4 separate regions of the Mus musculus genome follow, and regions 2, 3 and 4 are each linked to region 1. The links are chromatin contacts, called in public HiChIP or PLAC-seq maps. All regions are on one chromosome and are shown on one strand. The core of a region is the stretch at or near the end of the contact, and the rest is flanking DNA. Distances in the headings are between cores, read along the strand shown.

Region 1 (3,744 bases), core at 613-3,112:
TGTCACAAGTTAAATGTTAGAAGACATTGGAGTGTGTTGGAATACCTGTGTTAACTTCACAAGAAATCAGGAGGTACACAGTTCTAAGACTGCAACCCACAGTCAGTGATAATGATACTAGCTCAAGGCTTTTCTGTCTGTCCATCTGGTCAACCCTTTCACACTGACCCTGCCCTTTAGCCTCATTATCTCTTGGTTACAATTGACTATTACAACACTAAGCATCACATTCACCTGCAACTGCAACCTGCAAGTCAGGAATAAATAGAGCAGTAGGAATTTGAGAGAAAAAAATTTCTCTCCCTAAATCTGTCTCTTTTTATCCCAAAAGAGAAAGTATGTCTTAGAATGCCCAAGTGAGAGATGGGCAGAACTGTGTCATGTAGCCAATGCCAGGGGCAAGAGAACTCGGAAAAAAATGACCTCAAATTTGGAAGTTTGGGTTTTTATCATGGGAAGCAGTTATGCTGGGGAAGAAAGGCTTAGAGAATGAACCTGGATGAACATCAATGTCTGTTGTTGCCAACAGTTCAGAATCATTTTGAGGTACCAGAGGAAAACTGCCCCAAAGCAAATTATATATAGGGTTCTTTGGGGATGGGAGTCCATTGGAGTCCTACAGTGAAAGAAAAAAAGGAGAGAGAGAGAGAGAGAGAGGGGGGGGGGGGGGAAGAAAAGAAATAAAGAGGAACGAAGGGAACAGACCCCAACCTCTGATCTGATTGACTCTCTGCTCTCTGGACTGCAGAAATTCCTAACATTACTAATGAGCTGAAAGAGGAGCTCGCTGTACCATGAAGCTGGTTTTGCTATTCTTTCTTGCTGTCTGTCTCCCATGGTTCTGTTTCTTAATTCCTCTGGTCCCAGATGGGACTCCCTCAATAAAACTTAGCTCTCCTTGATTCCCGGGAGCCCGAATGTTTTTCACCGAACCATTAGAGTTGAATATTTTCACAAATTTTCCCATGGAAAGATGGAGGGTGAGAACCCACCCAGCCCATAAAATCTGCCATCCTCTCCGCCAGGATGCTCAATCATCATGCCAGCCCAAAAGTCTGCAGCATAAAAGCACATTTTATTTTCTTGCTTAAAATGTGAGGCGTGGGGATGTTTTGCTTTGTTTCAAACAACCGGTCCTTCTAGATTGGATTCAGTGTAGCTCAAGAGTCTCCACTAATTAAGAGGAGCTTACCTTACTTTGTGGAAACTCTCCAATTCTTTTTATTTGGTTGAACAGTGTGTAGGTTGGGAAGTTTTAATTCTTTTCACGCTAGGATTGCAAATATTCTCAACTCTCACAAAGTGATCTTCCCTTCATAAAAGAGCAGAGAGATCATCCACAAAGTTGAAGAACTGAAAATATTTGTGTTATCTTGGTTTTCAATAGGAGTTGCCCGGCAGGACCAGGTCTCGGTATGGCCTAATACCACACTTCTTGTTTAGGCAGAATTAGAGACTCCAAAGAAAAGGAAAACAAGGAGGGCAAGTCCAGCCTGCTGCACCTGGCCATTGTGTAATCGCCCACGCTGGGAGTGAGGTGGGAATTCCTTTTGGCCCCTCCCTCCACATGTGATCAATTTACATCCTGGAACTTGAGACTCTATTTCCTGTGTCTTTTTTGTGCTAGTTCACATAAATTTACATGCCAGTCACGCTCATAAATGTCTAATCCATCTGCAGATCTAAGTCCAGTCTGCCTCAACAGCCCCCTGTGGTCACAAACGCTCCAAGCTGAATATGTCAGTTGGTTCAAAAGATGCTGCCTGGTACGCCTCCCCCACCCCACCCCCACCACACCTCCGCCCCCACCCATCGCCCATCCTTATTTACATTTCCTTTCTTTCAGCTGCACTAAATGTGCCCCGCTCTTGCTTGGGATCAGCTGGAAGACAGGTGAGTTTCTGTCCTACCCTGAAAGTTCCCTCTGACTCTGGTTTAAAGCGTTGAGACTGTTGCTGTTGCAGCATTAGCGGAAAATGGCCTAATTGGATGTAAACAACCGGAACTAAGGAGGTGCGAGGGTGCAGTGACCAGGATGCACAGCCACAAGTCTGTGGTTCTAGACTAGGGTAAACGAGGTAACTACTCTGCATTTAAATTTCTTATATAACAGAACAAAAAAATGAATTTATCACTATTCGTCAGTCAAAGCTCCTAACAGGACCGAGTAATGAAAGACAGCAAAAGATGTGAGGGTAAGCCGGGTGTGGTGGTGCATGCCTTTAATCCCAGCACTCGGGAGGCTGAGGCAGGTGGATTTCTGAGTTTGAGGTCAGCCTGGTCTACAAAGTGAGTTCCAGGACAGCCAGGGCTACACAGAGAAACCCTGTCTCGAAAAACAAAAAACAAAAAACAAAACAAAACAAAAAAAACCCAAAAGATGTGAGGGTAAAGAGTTAGGCAAATTTCAAACTGTGTATTAACATCTCATACTTACTCCTTTATGTGTTCTATGTGCTTAGGAAATGGTACCCAGAATCCTATTATGGTGGCGTATCTACAGCTTTCTGCTTTGGGTTGGGATCAGATTACTTCACAATCAACCCTCACATTTCAATGATCTATGGAGTAAATGGTTCGCTTCTCCCAAGTCCATCCTCCATCTCAGATGTTGCTCTCTAGATAATCCTCTCGGGTGATTTCCATCTAAATAGAAACTCAGAGATCTTGGTTTACCTCATATTTTGAGTCTACTGTATTGTTGCTTCCAGTCAACTTAGGGCTAGGAAGACAGTAGAAACCAGGGGAAAAAAGAATTCATGGACGACCCCATCCATGAAATTATTTAATGCTACAAGTGTGTATGTTCCCATTTCATTGGTTCGAAGAGCTATAAAACCCCTTCTCAATGCAAGAGGCCTCAGGAAAGTGGTATTTCTGAGTCCCATGAGGAAATAAAAGACCCATACAAACATACAGTTTTGTGTTAAAGACAAGACAAAATTCCCAAATGGTCTCTAAGTCCCTTCACACCTACCTACCATTTGAGGCGTGCCCCCCACCCCCAGTAGATGCTAATGCTCACTAGGAAGTGATTGGTGTGAGGTCTTACACTGACCTTTGTTCCTGAACAGTTAGGACAAAGATCTTCTAAGTCACTGTGAACAATTTAAGGGGAAAAAAAAAAAGAGAAAAAACCCAAAAAACCTAGGGAGATACTCTCATGGAAATGCAGTCTAATGAGAGCAAGCCCACACAAAGATGTCTAAACACCCACCACAGACGATGTCAACTCTTCAAAACCAACTGCAGCTGTGCTGTGCACAGGGCACATAAATCTATGGGCAATCGGGAAGGCAGAATGGGTGGGTGAGTCGGAAATCTGAATTAATTGGAGCCAGGAGGAGACTGTCTGAGAAGGAAAAACTCTTTCTACAGCATTTTTCAGCAGACTATAATTTTCCTAATTACAAAAATCAGAAACTATAGTGAAGGCAGAGAAACACAAAACAAAATTAAAATCACTCCTAATCCCAACTCCCATCCACAGGCCACAAACTTCCGAGCCATTCAGACGATTCCCATCTATTGTTCTTATAGATGAACTCTAACAACTTTTCTGCGCAAGCCATTCCCCTGCTAAGTATCACTCAGCAGGTTTGATGGCTTGTTTTTATAAGACTCACAATATAATCTAGCTATTTTGCAATATTAGTATGAATGGCTTACATAGTTGGCGCTGGTTGGGTCTAACAACTTCTAGCTTTTTTACTCTTATCAAAAAACCGTGTTGAACATCTCTCT
Region 2 (3,744 bases), core at 800-3,299, 320 kb before region 1:
TGTCTGAGAGCACAGAGAAGCTGTGTTCCAGAGGCAGCCACGGTTGTACCTCATGTTGGCAGCCAGACTTGGTACTGTGTAAGAGTCATCCAGGTGGTACCGGTTTTGAAACATGAAGGGGCAGCACCTGATGCTTGGCACTATGAGAGGCCAGGAGAGGCCATTGGTGAAGGTGCAGCCTCTGTGGCAGTTGAAGGCCCAGGACTGAAGGGGTCATACAGAGAAATTGAGGCTTAGCACCATGAAAAGAGCCTATGAGAGGTTGCAGCAGAAGATAGCAATGTTTTGGAGATGCTAACACCATGAGATGACCACCAAGAACAGCAGCAGCAGTGGAGTACAGGCAGCTGGAGCCTAAAAGACAGTGTGTGTGCTACAAAGGGCAGGGCTGGAGAAGTGACCCAAGCCCATGGAGGAGCCCAGAAGATCATGAGTGGATCCCAGACATTGGACAGTTAGAGTTTGATTTTGATTTTGGATTTATTTATTTATTTTATGTAGAAAAGTATAACAGTGTAACTCATAACTGATGGTTGTGAGCCATCATGTGGTTGCTGGGAATTTGAACTCAGGACCTCTGCTCCCTCCGGTCCACCCCACTCACTCTGGCCTAAAGATTTATTTATTATTATATCTAAGTACACTGTAGCTGTCTTCAGACACACCAGAAGAGGGCATCAGATCTCATTAAGGATGGTTGTGAGCTACCATGTGGTTGCTGGGATTTGAACTCAGGATCTTTGGAAGAGCAGTCAGTGCTCTTAATCACTGAGCCATCTCTCCAGCCCTTGATGTTGTTTTTGATTGTGACCGTGCCCTGATATTTTTCCCTCTTGAAGAAAGAAAGTATTTTAGTGGAATCCACAGTTAAGATTGTAAAAAGATTTTGAATTTCAAAGGAGTTTGGATATTTTAAGGAATTGAACTTTTAATATGTAAAGACTGTGGGACTTTTAAAGTTATTTAGATCTTGGGAATGATTAAGAAAGTAAGGTTTAGGCTTAATAGTGATGTGCTTGTGTGTCTAGTTGAAGAGGGATCAGTTGTACTAGCTGGTTTTGTGTATCAACTTGACACAAGCTGGAGTTATCACAGAGAAAGGAGTCTCCCTTGAGGAAATGCCTCCATGAGATCCAGCTGTAAGGCATTTTCTCTGTTGGTGATCAAGTGTGGGGAGGGCCCATTGTGAGTGGTGCCATCCCTGGGTTCGTAGTCCTGGGTTCTATGAGAAAGCAGGCTGAGCAAACCAGGGGAAGCAAGCCAGTAAGCAGCACCCCTCCATGGCCACTGCATCAGCTCCTGCCTCCAAGTTCCTGCCCTGTGTGAGTTCCTGTCCTGACCTCCTTTGGTGATAAACAGCAATGTGGAAGTGTAAGCTGAATAAACCCTTTCCTCCCCAACTTGCTTCTTGGCCATGATGTTTTGTACAGGAATAGAAACCCTGACTAAAACATACAGTCTTGGATGAGAAATAAGAAAAGAACCTGAGCTCTCACAGCATCGCTGGTATCGATTTTACAAAGAGATTCTTTCTGCCACAGTGTTGCTTCTGTTCCCAGAACTTAGGAGCCAGCAGGCAGGAGTTGTCCCCGCCCACACCCAAGCCCCTGCATGCCACTGGCCTCACTCACAGCTCCTGTGGGCTTGTTTTTATTTTTGTTTTTAAAACCAGGACAGTAAAGTTTCAAAACATACTCTCTGAGGCAAAATAGCGGCAGGAAAAGATTTGTGCTAACAGAGTCAGGCAGGTGGCGCAGCTCATTAGACCTCTTACCCACAGCAGGATGCATATTTGAGAATTACCAAGGTTTTTTTTTTTTTTTTAGAAAGAAAAGTGCACAACTTCATTCTTGTGGTTTTTGCATCCCAATTTCAGACAGGCTTGGACAGATTCTCCCATCTATTCCTAAGTGATGGATCTGAACCGGGTTTCGGAACTTAAGAGGAGAACAAAGACAAAGACAGAAGGCTAGGGAAGATGTGCCGCACCCCAGGGACCACCCAGACAGCCACAGGAAACTGTTGCCACTCACCTTTCAATCCTTTTCAGTTTGTGTCATTTCCAAGGGGGTTGGCGGCAGATTGTAGGAGGCTCCAGCCTGGGGCAGCTTTGGTACTGCAGTGAGTAGCACCCAGAACTGATCCAAACAAGCCCAGCCCTTTTTGTTCTGAGTGTTCCTTGCAAAGTCTGAGGCTGAGTATTTGAACAGTTCTCTCATTAGTCCATGCTGTCAGCCCTGTAAAGAGCCACTTAAGACAGGCTAACTGTAAAGGGTAGGGATTTACTGAGCTCACCTTTCAGAAGAATAAATTCTTGTTTTTTAATTGGATATTTTCTTTATTTACATTTCACATGTTAGCTCCTTTGCCGTTCCTGCCCCCAGAGACTCCCATCCCATACCCCTCCTCCTGCTTCTATGAGGATGTACCTCCAATCCTCCCACCCCACCCCCACTCCCACCTCCCTGACCTCGCATTCCTCTACCCTGGGGCATAGAGCTTTCATGAAACCAAGGGCCTCTCCTCCCATTGATGCCTGACAAGGCCATCCTCTGCTACATATGCTGCTGGAGCCATGGGTCCCTCCGGGTGTACTCTTTGGTTGGTGGTTTAGACCCTGGGAGCTTTGGTTGGTTGATATTGTTCTTCCTATGGGGTTGCAAATCCCTTCAGCTCCTTCAGTCCTTTAAGAGCACAAAGCAGGCTCTGGTGAGGGCCCCCTTTGGTGGTGTCATGCATGGCAAGTGGCAGTGTGGGAAGAGGGGAGGAAACCCATGATTACAGACAGGCCAATGGGAATTCATCTGAGTGGTACCAACCATAGAGTTTTCCAATAACTCTCTTGAGAGAACTACTGGAGACTCAGGAGAGAACTTTAGTCCTTTTTCAGGCCGGTACCCTCAACTGTCCTGAGGACATCCCATTATCCAATCTCTTCAAGAGTCTGCATCCCCTTCCAATCCCATGGCCCTGGGCCAAGCTTCTAGCAAGAACTGGGGCCCCACTGATGTATCAAGTTTAAAACATGATGAGCATCAGACAGAAAGAAAAAAACCATGAGTTAGGTGCAGACAGCAAGCAATCGGCCCGGAACAGGTTTAAAAACAAGGTCAAGAAAAATGCTCAGAGTGTTCTGGAAGGAGACACAGTTCACATTGGCAGTGTGGTGAGAGGAAAAAGTCTACAGAGTCCATCAGAGAAGCAAATCTTAATGTCAGAGATGACACAGTTGTACCTACACATGCATTAGGTCATATGGGCAAACTCGGATATAACCCTGTTGTCACAACAGTGTCTTGGGATTTGTTCCCTGATACTGGCAAAACAGGGTGTGAAAGGACCAAAGGAGTAGCCTCAGAAGGCACAGATGTGTGAACACATTATGTAGGGAGACAATTCTAGAGGATGGCCATTGAGTCAGGAGAAAGAAGGAGGACCCACTGACTGGAAGGTCTGTGATGGGACTTTGTCCTCACTGAGAAGGAGAAGGACTTTCTTTGAGTTTCATCAGAGAATGATTGGTGTGTTATGAGCAGGGTGGCACTCATCCTTTTCGGGTTTCTTGGCCACATTGGTCTTCTCAAACACTCCAGGCATCCCCCTGTCTCATCTGCACTTCACACATGTCAGATGCTGACACTATGATCTTTCTCCGATGCCTCCCTGCACCAATATTAGCTTATTAAAATTGATTTCCCTTCCCTTCCATATAACAGAACCCATCATTCCATGAAGCTTTTGTAG
Region 3 (3,744 bases), core at 561-3,060, 300 kb before region 1:
AAAAGGCTGAGCTGGTTGTAGCAAAATTTCAAGTTTCTTTGAAGGTTGGCTTGATTTTAATTCATTTATTTTTGCAAAAGTATGTAAAAAAATTGTGTTTCTATCAAGTGTCTTTTACCAAAAAAAATGTTTCAATGAGGGAGAGGTGAGGTTTGAGCTCCTTCAAACATGGGGGAAGGAAATCAATGAGTGATATAGGCTGCAAGTTCGTTCCTTTGGAAGTGTGGAGGTAGTTCCTTGCAAATCAGGAAGTCCATTTGTTTCAATAATTCATTTGAGGTACAAACTTGGAGACTTATATTTGAACACTACAGATGTGTGTGTGTGATACAAAGTAGTGTCACTGAAAAAAAAATTCTCCTTAAGAACCTAGGAGCAACTTGACTCAAAACTGTTTCAAATTAATGTAACAATCTAGCAGGAAAGCTGCCACAAGCATTTGTAACATTTTAATTAAAAAAAAAAAAAGTCATAGAAACATGCATAGCCTGCTGAGACGGAGTAAGAGTACAGAGAAGAATGGTCGAGAACTGGGGATGGCTGAGATGCCGACCCAGTAAGGTTTGGTTTGGTTTTGGTGGGCTTTTTTTTTTCCTTTCTCTTGCAGGGCTTGTGTCTAGCAGCGTGTAACAAGTGCAGGGCTGTAAATTCACTGTAGCATTCAGAGGTAGTATTGAGGAGTGGGGATTATTGCATCTCTGGCTAAAAGTGCAGCGTGAATGCAGAGATGGCAGTCCGAACCAAGATAATGCACCTCGGCTAGCCATCTTATGTCAAAATGAAAGGTGTTACAGGATGTAACACGCAGGCTTCATCTGAGGTAAGTGGTACTGCGGTCTTTCACGGACACTGGTACACAATGAAGAACAGGGAATATAGAGAGGAGAGAGAGGCGAGGGAGAGAAGGGAGGGAGAGAGGACAGAGAGCGGGAGCTGTTTTTATTATTTTTTTTTAAAAAATAGTGTCCTTTATATAGCAAAAGAGATTTCGGTTTCGCTCCTCCCATGTCATCACTTGGGTGGGTTCATTGGGTACTGTTAACCTTTTCATTAAATTCCAAAACAGGATCATTTTACTCAGCTAGTTATCTCCGATGCTTCAAGGCTGACAAGTGTCATTTATGGCTAAGTGGCTTTTGGCTGTGTAGATTTCCCGAGGCGGGAAAGAGAGCTTGTGGGCTTATCACTCCTGCTGCTGTGTATGAGTCCATAAATGGAGGAGTCAACGGTTCTCGTTTACTTCCCTTTTTGAAAAACAAAACAAAGCAAAAAACGAGCATAACCTATTCTGGTTTGCTAGCTGTATGAAAAGATACACCAGCATTTTGTCTCATTCAGAATTGAAAAGTAAAAAAAGAAAAAAAAATCAAGTAAGTGTCTACAAGATTATACACAAAGAAAGGAGAGTAGTGTCTAGTTCTCATCTTTGGTGTCCTAAGCAGATTTTCTATGATCATGGTGGGGGTGGCATCTGAGTGGACACAGAGTCACACACAATGCTTTTCTTATACGAATGCCCCCGGTCACCAGGGTGCCGGTTTAGGGTTTGCATGTAGTGACTGATTAAGCCCACCACAGAGGTTTTCTTCAACCACACACCCTTGCTTATCAGATCCACAAACTATTAGTAAGTTAAGGAAAAAGAAAACAGTCATTAAAAGTTGCATTGTTAAACTGTGTCCCCCGTGTTTACAGCAGTTTTTCACTAAACCTGGGACTGTGAAGGGATTACAAAGTGATTAATATAGTCCTTCTCAAGGTTATGCGATTTCGCCCACCCCGGCCCCGCCCCTCGCCCAGCCCCGCCCCCGCCCCACCCCGCAGGAAGTAGAAAGACCGTGGCAGTTAAGAATAACTGGTCACTGCAGTGTCTTCTCCCTTCAAAAGATCCAACTGATGCTGAGGTAGAAATTGAATGTCGGCGCCCCCTAATCCTCCTCTGCGGACTCTTGCGAGGATGTCTCTTCAGTCTCCTGCAACACACGGAAGGCAGGTGGGTTAGGCCTTGTTTGGGGAACAATGCTTGCCCAGAGTACCACTCCTGTAACCAGGAGTCGCCTGCACCACGCTGAGCTTGCTTAAGCGGAACATGGTGGGGGACACTGCCTGACCTCTATTCCCAGGCACTCAACCCGTGTCATTGAGGAATCAAGGGGTTGTCTTTTTTCCTGGGCTGTTTTTTGTCACTGTTGACTTAAGGCACCATGGCTGCTGGTCAGCAAATTCAATTGTTTACCGTCAGAAGTAGCCTGTGGGGTCTCTGGAGACTTCACTCACCAAGAAAGAGTTGGTTTCTCCCCATGGTGTGCCACAGTCATCGGGTTTAAAAAGCTGCTCTTGAAAGTCAACCCACCCACCAAATGTTGGTAATGGTAGCTGATGCTATTTGAACTTTTGCTAGTTGATGCTGTTTGGGCGTTTGCTAGATGTGTGTGTGTTTTTTTAGATGGGTTCCTTAGTGTACAGACAAACAATATACCCCTTATATATAAGGCAAGTAGGGGCAGGTTTGGGTCAAACAGGGCTGGTATACAACTCCTCAGCCAAGGCTGTGGGAGAGCGACAGCAGACCCATCCTGCAAGTACATTGCTCCTGAGAGCAGTTTCCTTATTTTTACATTTATTAAAACACATTTTGAGGCAATGGGCTAAGTTTGACATAACTGTTCAATCTCAATACTAAATCCGTCAACATCAGGCAAACATTTAACGGTGGGCCAGCCAAGCAGAGAAAACCTAATATATATGTTTTCTCAGGGCCTCTCGCCCATATAAATCTAACTCCACCCCAGCCCCCCTTTCCCCTCATTCCTTATGGCTCTGGAATTTGTTGGGGTTCCTGCAAGCTGGTGTGAGCTACAAAGTTCTTTTTAACTTCTGCTTATTTAACAAACCTGCAATACCTTTCAGGACATGGGCGGTAAAGCGGAGCTAATAAACATTTCCGATAAAGAGTGTCGTTAGTGGGAGGATGATTTTTATCAAACGCTGCCGGCTGGCTCCAAAGACGGCATGTGAAACAGATCTGGGAGAGGGGTAAACATTTACTCCAGCAGCCAATGAAGCCCCTTTAAGAATGGCCAGCTTACAACAGCCTTCATACTTTAATAGATTTGATTTTCCACATGGCTTCATTTCGTCTGGGTGGCTAACTGACACAATTTATACCCCGCTTCCTTTCCCAGGTCACTACAGTATACCACTCAGTAAAGTATGCCTCAGAGCCCGTCTGTGCTACACAACCGAGCTCCCATTCATTAGTGTCTGAAACACTTCAGCTGTGAAGGGGTTCCTAAATGTTACCATGTGTGACGCTTCTTCGAAATCATAGCAAATCAGGGGAGGGGAGGGGAGGGGAGGAGAGAAGCCTTCATGGCAGGAGGCTCATGCCCTCCCATGAATTCGAGCACGTGCACACACACACACACACACACACACACACACAGAGTCGTGGAGCCTCTATCCTGGCTTGCTACACAGCCCACGACTTCCTTAGTCCTTCACAAGAGGTTTTAAGCATTCATTCTCTTCCCTTAAAGACCGAGGGAGCTGTAAATCCCAGGAATAAACACACATACAAATGAATGGATTGCAGCTTCGGAAGCAGAATCGCAGCGGCATCCAGTCACGGGAGCTCACACCGACTTTGTTTAGTCTGCTTTTGGTTCTGTGGGAAATGTGGAACGCATGAAGCTACCTCCCTTCGCCTCCCAGGCCCCGCCAAACTGTGGGCTTCACATCTTG
Region 4 (3,744 bases), core at 574-3,073, 270 kb before region 1:
CGCAACGGTATGCAGAAGGACCATGGGCAAAACAGTAACTTTGCAAAGAATAAATAGAAGAACTCAGTGCCTCTCACCCCTTTCATGGAACATGTGGGTAAAAAAAAAAAAAAAAAAAAAGGAAAATGCAGTAACTATAAAACAACCTTTCTTTGATGCTGAACAAAAAGCAAGCTTGAAAATTTTAGGGCTACTGTGCAAGTGAGTGAAAAATACAGATGTCTTTCCCTCCAGTGCAGCTCCAGTCTGCCATCTTAGCGGCCCCATGCCTAACTCTGTATGCAGATGGTAAATATCCAAACACCCAGTTAACAGCAAAGCTCAGCAGTAAACCTTAAAAAATATACCTTTTCCCTTCTTTTTTTTTTCAAAGTCTCAAATAATTAGGGCGCTCCCTTGTTCAATATCATCATTCTCGCCCTCCCCAAGTTACAAAATTCAAGGTGATACATAAGAAAACTTAGGTCATCTTTGTAAAAAATTAAGATACTGATTATTCAAAATATAGAACTTTGATGGCGTCTTCATTTTCCAAAGTCAGTTTCTAATGTTGATTCCCCCAAAGGATCAGAAGCAATATATTAAGGAAATACCACCTAATACTTGGAGCTTGCCCAGGAGATTTGCATTTCCACGTTTCATTATTTGAAAGGAGGAAATGGCAGGCGGCTTAGCTATTCCAAGGCACAGAGTCCCAGTGGCTGCAAAGGAGCTGGCAGGAGACACAGTCAGGGTCCCTTTGGGGGCTGAGTGTCACAGATGTTGTAATTTCAGTGGGCAAAGGCAGAGTGCTTATATGAGCTCTGGTTCCCCCAAGTTCTCCACTGCCCCCGTTAGAGCTGGAAGTGAGCCAGCCCTGCAGAGGGCAGGTGTGGGCACATTTTTCAGTCTTTTGTAGACAGTCCCGGAAGGACAGAGGTGGTAGTCTTGGCCATGCGCTTTGACTTAACTCCAAGAGTGAAGAGGAACAAATTGGAGAACGCCCGCCTGTCTAGAGGTCAGTAGACCCCTTTCAGAGTTTTATTTACAAACCAAATAGGAGTGAAGATAGATTACTTCCTACTGTCCAGCCACAGGAAAGAAGCGTTTGTGCAGACATTAAGACGTACATCAGAGGACAAAGGAGTTCCTGGAGGCGCCTTTGTCTTAGAAGCATTCAACTAGGTCAGGACTCACAATACCTTGGGCTCTGAAAATGGTCTCTGCCAGTTTAGCTTCTCTGAACTGTCACACACACACACACACGCACGCACACACACACACACACACACACACACACACACACACACACACACGTCCACCTTTCGAGATTTCCTTCCACCTATGGGCCTTACTTACTGTCACAGAACAATTTCTGTTTCCTACCAAACGCCATACACTTTTGTGCCTGCTGCGACATCCTGACACTTTACAGAAGTTCATTTAATGGATCAGTGACTTACTCGGGCAAGGGCAGACAGCCAGTTTTGCTGCCGGTTCAGTGACTTGACTGAATAGTCTCCTTAAAGTCAACTTTCAGCTGAGCTTTGTATAAAGTGGACTCGAAACAGGTATTCCCCAAAGTGCTCGACAGAAATGACTTGAAATACCTCGAAGATTGCTTTCCCAGGGTGGATTAGCTATTTCAGTACACATCCTTTTAGAAAGATCTAACTGAAATCGATTTTGTTTTTGTGAAAAGGGAAAAAAGAGGAGAGGAGAGGAGAGGAGAGGAGAGGAGAGGAGAGGAGAGGAGAGGAGAGGAGAGGGGAGGAGAGGAGGAGAGGAGGAGAGGAGGAGAGGAGGAGAGGAGAGGAGAGGAGAGGAGAGGAGAGGAGAGGAGAGGAGAGGAGAGGAGAGGAGAGAAGAGAAGAGAAGAGAAGAGAAGAGAAAAGAGAAGAGAAGAGAAGAGAAGAGAAGAGAAGAGAAGAGACGAGAAGATCAAACCAAGGTGAGTCTTTAAATTTAGCAGCATCTTCCCAGGATCTGAGAGGAGGTAGGAGAAGGAAAAGAATATGATCAAAATGCACAGCATCAAACATTTTTCTCATTCAAAACAATGACCAGTGTCTTCCATTCGTCTTCAGATGTGAAGCTCTGTGGTCAGTGAGCTCTGAGAAAGAACAACAATCATCACTGCTTTCCATAGCCAGTGTGTGGCGGGCACCACACCTCCACAGGGAAGACGGGAGACCTGAGGTGGCCTTGTCAGAGTCCCTCACAGGGCCCCCTGCCCCGACTATGGACACAGGAAATGGTTCCAAGAGCAGAGAAGTGTAGCCCTTGTGGGCTCAGTGTCCAAGACTATACAAAAACTCGGGTAGGTCCCTGAATGTCTTGATTTAGGTTCTACAAGTTTGCTGTGCACGGTCCAAGTTTAAATTTTTAAAAATTCAGAAAATGAAAAAGCTTAAAGTAAAGGAGGGGCTGGGTTGTTTGCTTGGAAGGTCAGAATGTTTGTGAGTGTGACCTGTTGGGAAGGGAGGGAGGGAGGGAGGGATAGAGAGAGGGACAGAGGGAGAGAGCAAGAGGGAAAGAGAGAGCAGAACTGAGAGGGAAAGAGAGAGTGCTGGAAGGGGGGAGAAAAAGAGAATGGGGTCAGGGAGGAAGAGGAGGATATAAATGAATGGAACCCAGTGAGTTCTAGGGTCTAAGTGCAGAATCAGAAGACATTTGCACTGATCTAGTAAAGACATTTGGAAAGCCCACATCACAAGGAAAAAATCCCAGCTTCTAACTCATTTTCTGCTCCCAAGTCTCTCGGAAGCATTAAGCAAATCTCTTAAGTTCTCTGATTTACACTTCTCCCGTGCAAATGTGCAAATGGAGATCACTTTCAAATTCTGCCAAGTACAGCTTTTTGTTTTTTAATTACCAAATCTCTCTCTTACCTGGCCACTTCAAAGGGCTGGTTGTTTTCAGTGTGCTTTATATACTGAGCAGCAAAGCAGGAGTCATAAGGTATACAAGCTGTTTGGGGAACACCCCATGTCCATACAAAATCATGGCCCTTTTAAGGGCCTTAGATGGTACCTCACCAGACAACATTTTGAGAAACTGTCATGTCCCCCCTCCACCCACCATGGGAACCACATTCAGTTCCTCAAAGTATGGTACCTGGTAACCATCTTGAAGTGAGGAAAGAGGAAGCCATTTGTAAAAAGTAAATTTTTTTAAATTTAAAAAAAATTTTTTTTCTTTTTAGGTCTGGATGAGAAAGGCCAGTTCAAAACCTGTGTGCTATGTGCTTCTTTTAAAATTAGTGACAGAACTCAAACGTGCTGAAAGAGAGCCACAGAGCAGCGCAGTTACTCCTGTAAGAGAAAGGAACCCTGGTGATGCTCACTCAGAAACTGCCATGACACACCTTGTTCACATTGCAGTCAAGCAGCAATATTAACCACAGTTAACAGTGGCCAGCGGTGACCACAGCAAGGGCTAGAGGCAAGAAGACCTTTGTTTTCTTTCTCCTGGCGCTGCAGCTAGTGGTCCCCCAAAAGCCCTTCCTTTGTGATCTTTGTAGTAAATAAGACTATAAACCAGCGTCCGAGCTGATTGAAGGTGGGTTTAAAGGGCAAGAGAAAATGGTGGTTGTTTAATGATTAAACAGACACTTATTACTGAACATTTCGGTCGCTATCTTTTAAAGTTTTAAGTCACTGCCCGTACGGAACGTGCCAACTGTGGGCAGATGGGAAAAAAAGAAAGAAGGGAAAGAACCCGTTCACCTTGTGGCACACACGGAGGTAAACGGGTGCTGCCGCC

Evidence for each region. HiChIP or PLAC-seq counts read pairs in DNA pulled down with a chosen protein or histone mark.
Region 2: a contact with region 1 is called in an H3K27ac HiChIP or PLAC-seq map of embryonic stem cells, with 5 times the contacts expected there. The contact joins two enhancer-like sites. A contact is called at or near these places in 6 of 115 datasets of contacts at active chromatin or transcription factors (bone marrow-derived macrophages, embryonic stem cells, epiblast stem cells and 1 more) and 1 of 9 other capture datasets (embryonic stem cells).
Region 3: an H3K27ac HiChIP or PLAC-seq map of embryonic stem cells shows a contact between it and region 1, with 2.9 times the contacts expected there. The contact joins the promoter of 1700006J14Rik here to the enhancer-like site in region 1. A contact is called at or near these places in 1 of 484 Hi-C or Micro-C datasets (nephron progenitors), 3 of 115 datasets of contacts at active chromatin or transcription factors (embryonic stem cells, epiblast stem cells and stem cell-derived neural progenitor cells) and 1 of 9 other capture datasets (embryonic stem cells).
Region 4: a contact with region 1 is called in an H3K27ac HiChIP or PLAC-seq map of embryonic stem cells, with 5 read pairs. The contact joins the promoter of 9230105E05Rik here to the enhancer-like site in region 1. A contact is called at or near these places in 5 of 39 promoter capture datasets (the 3T3-L1 cell line, cranial neural crest, embryonic stem cells and 2 more), 1 of 15 datasets of contacts at CTCF or cohesin (the NIH/3T3 cell line), 1 of 484 Hi-C or Micro-C datasets (nephron progenitors), 4 of 115 datasets of contacts at active chromatin or transcription factors (embryonic basal ganglia, embryonic stem cells and stem cell-derived neural progenitor cells) and 1 of 9 other capture datasets (embryonic stem cells).

The regions. Positions count from the first base shown.
Region 1 is chr10:120,659,104-120,662,847 of GRCm38.p6, forward strand. No RefSeq gene overlaps it. Among named protein-coding and RNA genes, the nearest start is that of 4930471E19Rik, 25 kb to the left of the region's middle. Within about 2 kb of position 1,863, at least 13 of the 459 cell types and tissues checked have an H3K27ac peak or open chromatin away from gene starts, as enhancers often do. A contact at or near this core is called in embryonic stem cells, where this site is marked.
Region 2 is chr10:120,337,407-120,341,150 of GRCm38.p6, forward strand. No RefSeq gene overlaps it. Among named protein-coding and RNA genes, the nearest start is that of 1700006J14Rik, 25 kb to the right of the region's middle. Within about 2 kb of position 2,050, at least 9 of the 459 cell types and tissues checked have an H3K27ac peak or open chromatin away from gene starts, as enhancers often do. A contact at or near this core is called in embryonic stem cells, where this site is marked.
Region 3 is chr10:120,362,324-120,366,067 of GRCm38.p6, forward strand. 1700006J14Rik (a long non-coding RNA gene) reads left to right here and starts at 1,811. Exons shown (of 7, transcript XR_003948966.1): 1 at 1,811-1,993. It overlaps Hmga2 (high mobility group AT-hook 2), which reads right to left. Exons shown (of 5, transcript NM_010441.3): 5 at 1-1,973. The coding sequence ends at 1,929. It overlaps Gm40783 (a long non-coding RNA gene), which reads left to right and starts at 2,033. Exons shown (of 2, transcript XR_872121.2): 1 at 2,033-3,744.
Region 4 is chr10:120,387,700-120,391,443 of GRCm38.p6, forward strand. It overlaps 9230105E05Rik (RIKEN cDNA 9230105E05 gene), which reads left to right and starts at 1,824. Exons shown (of 3, transcript NR_040626.1): 1 at 1,824-1,930; 2 at 2,067-2,299; 3 at 3,185-3,744. The region is part of intron 3 of Hmga2 (high mobility group AT-hook 2); the gene reads right to left.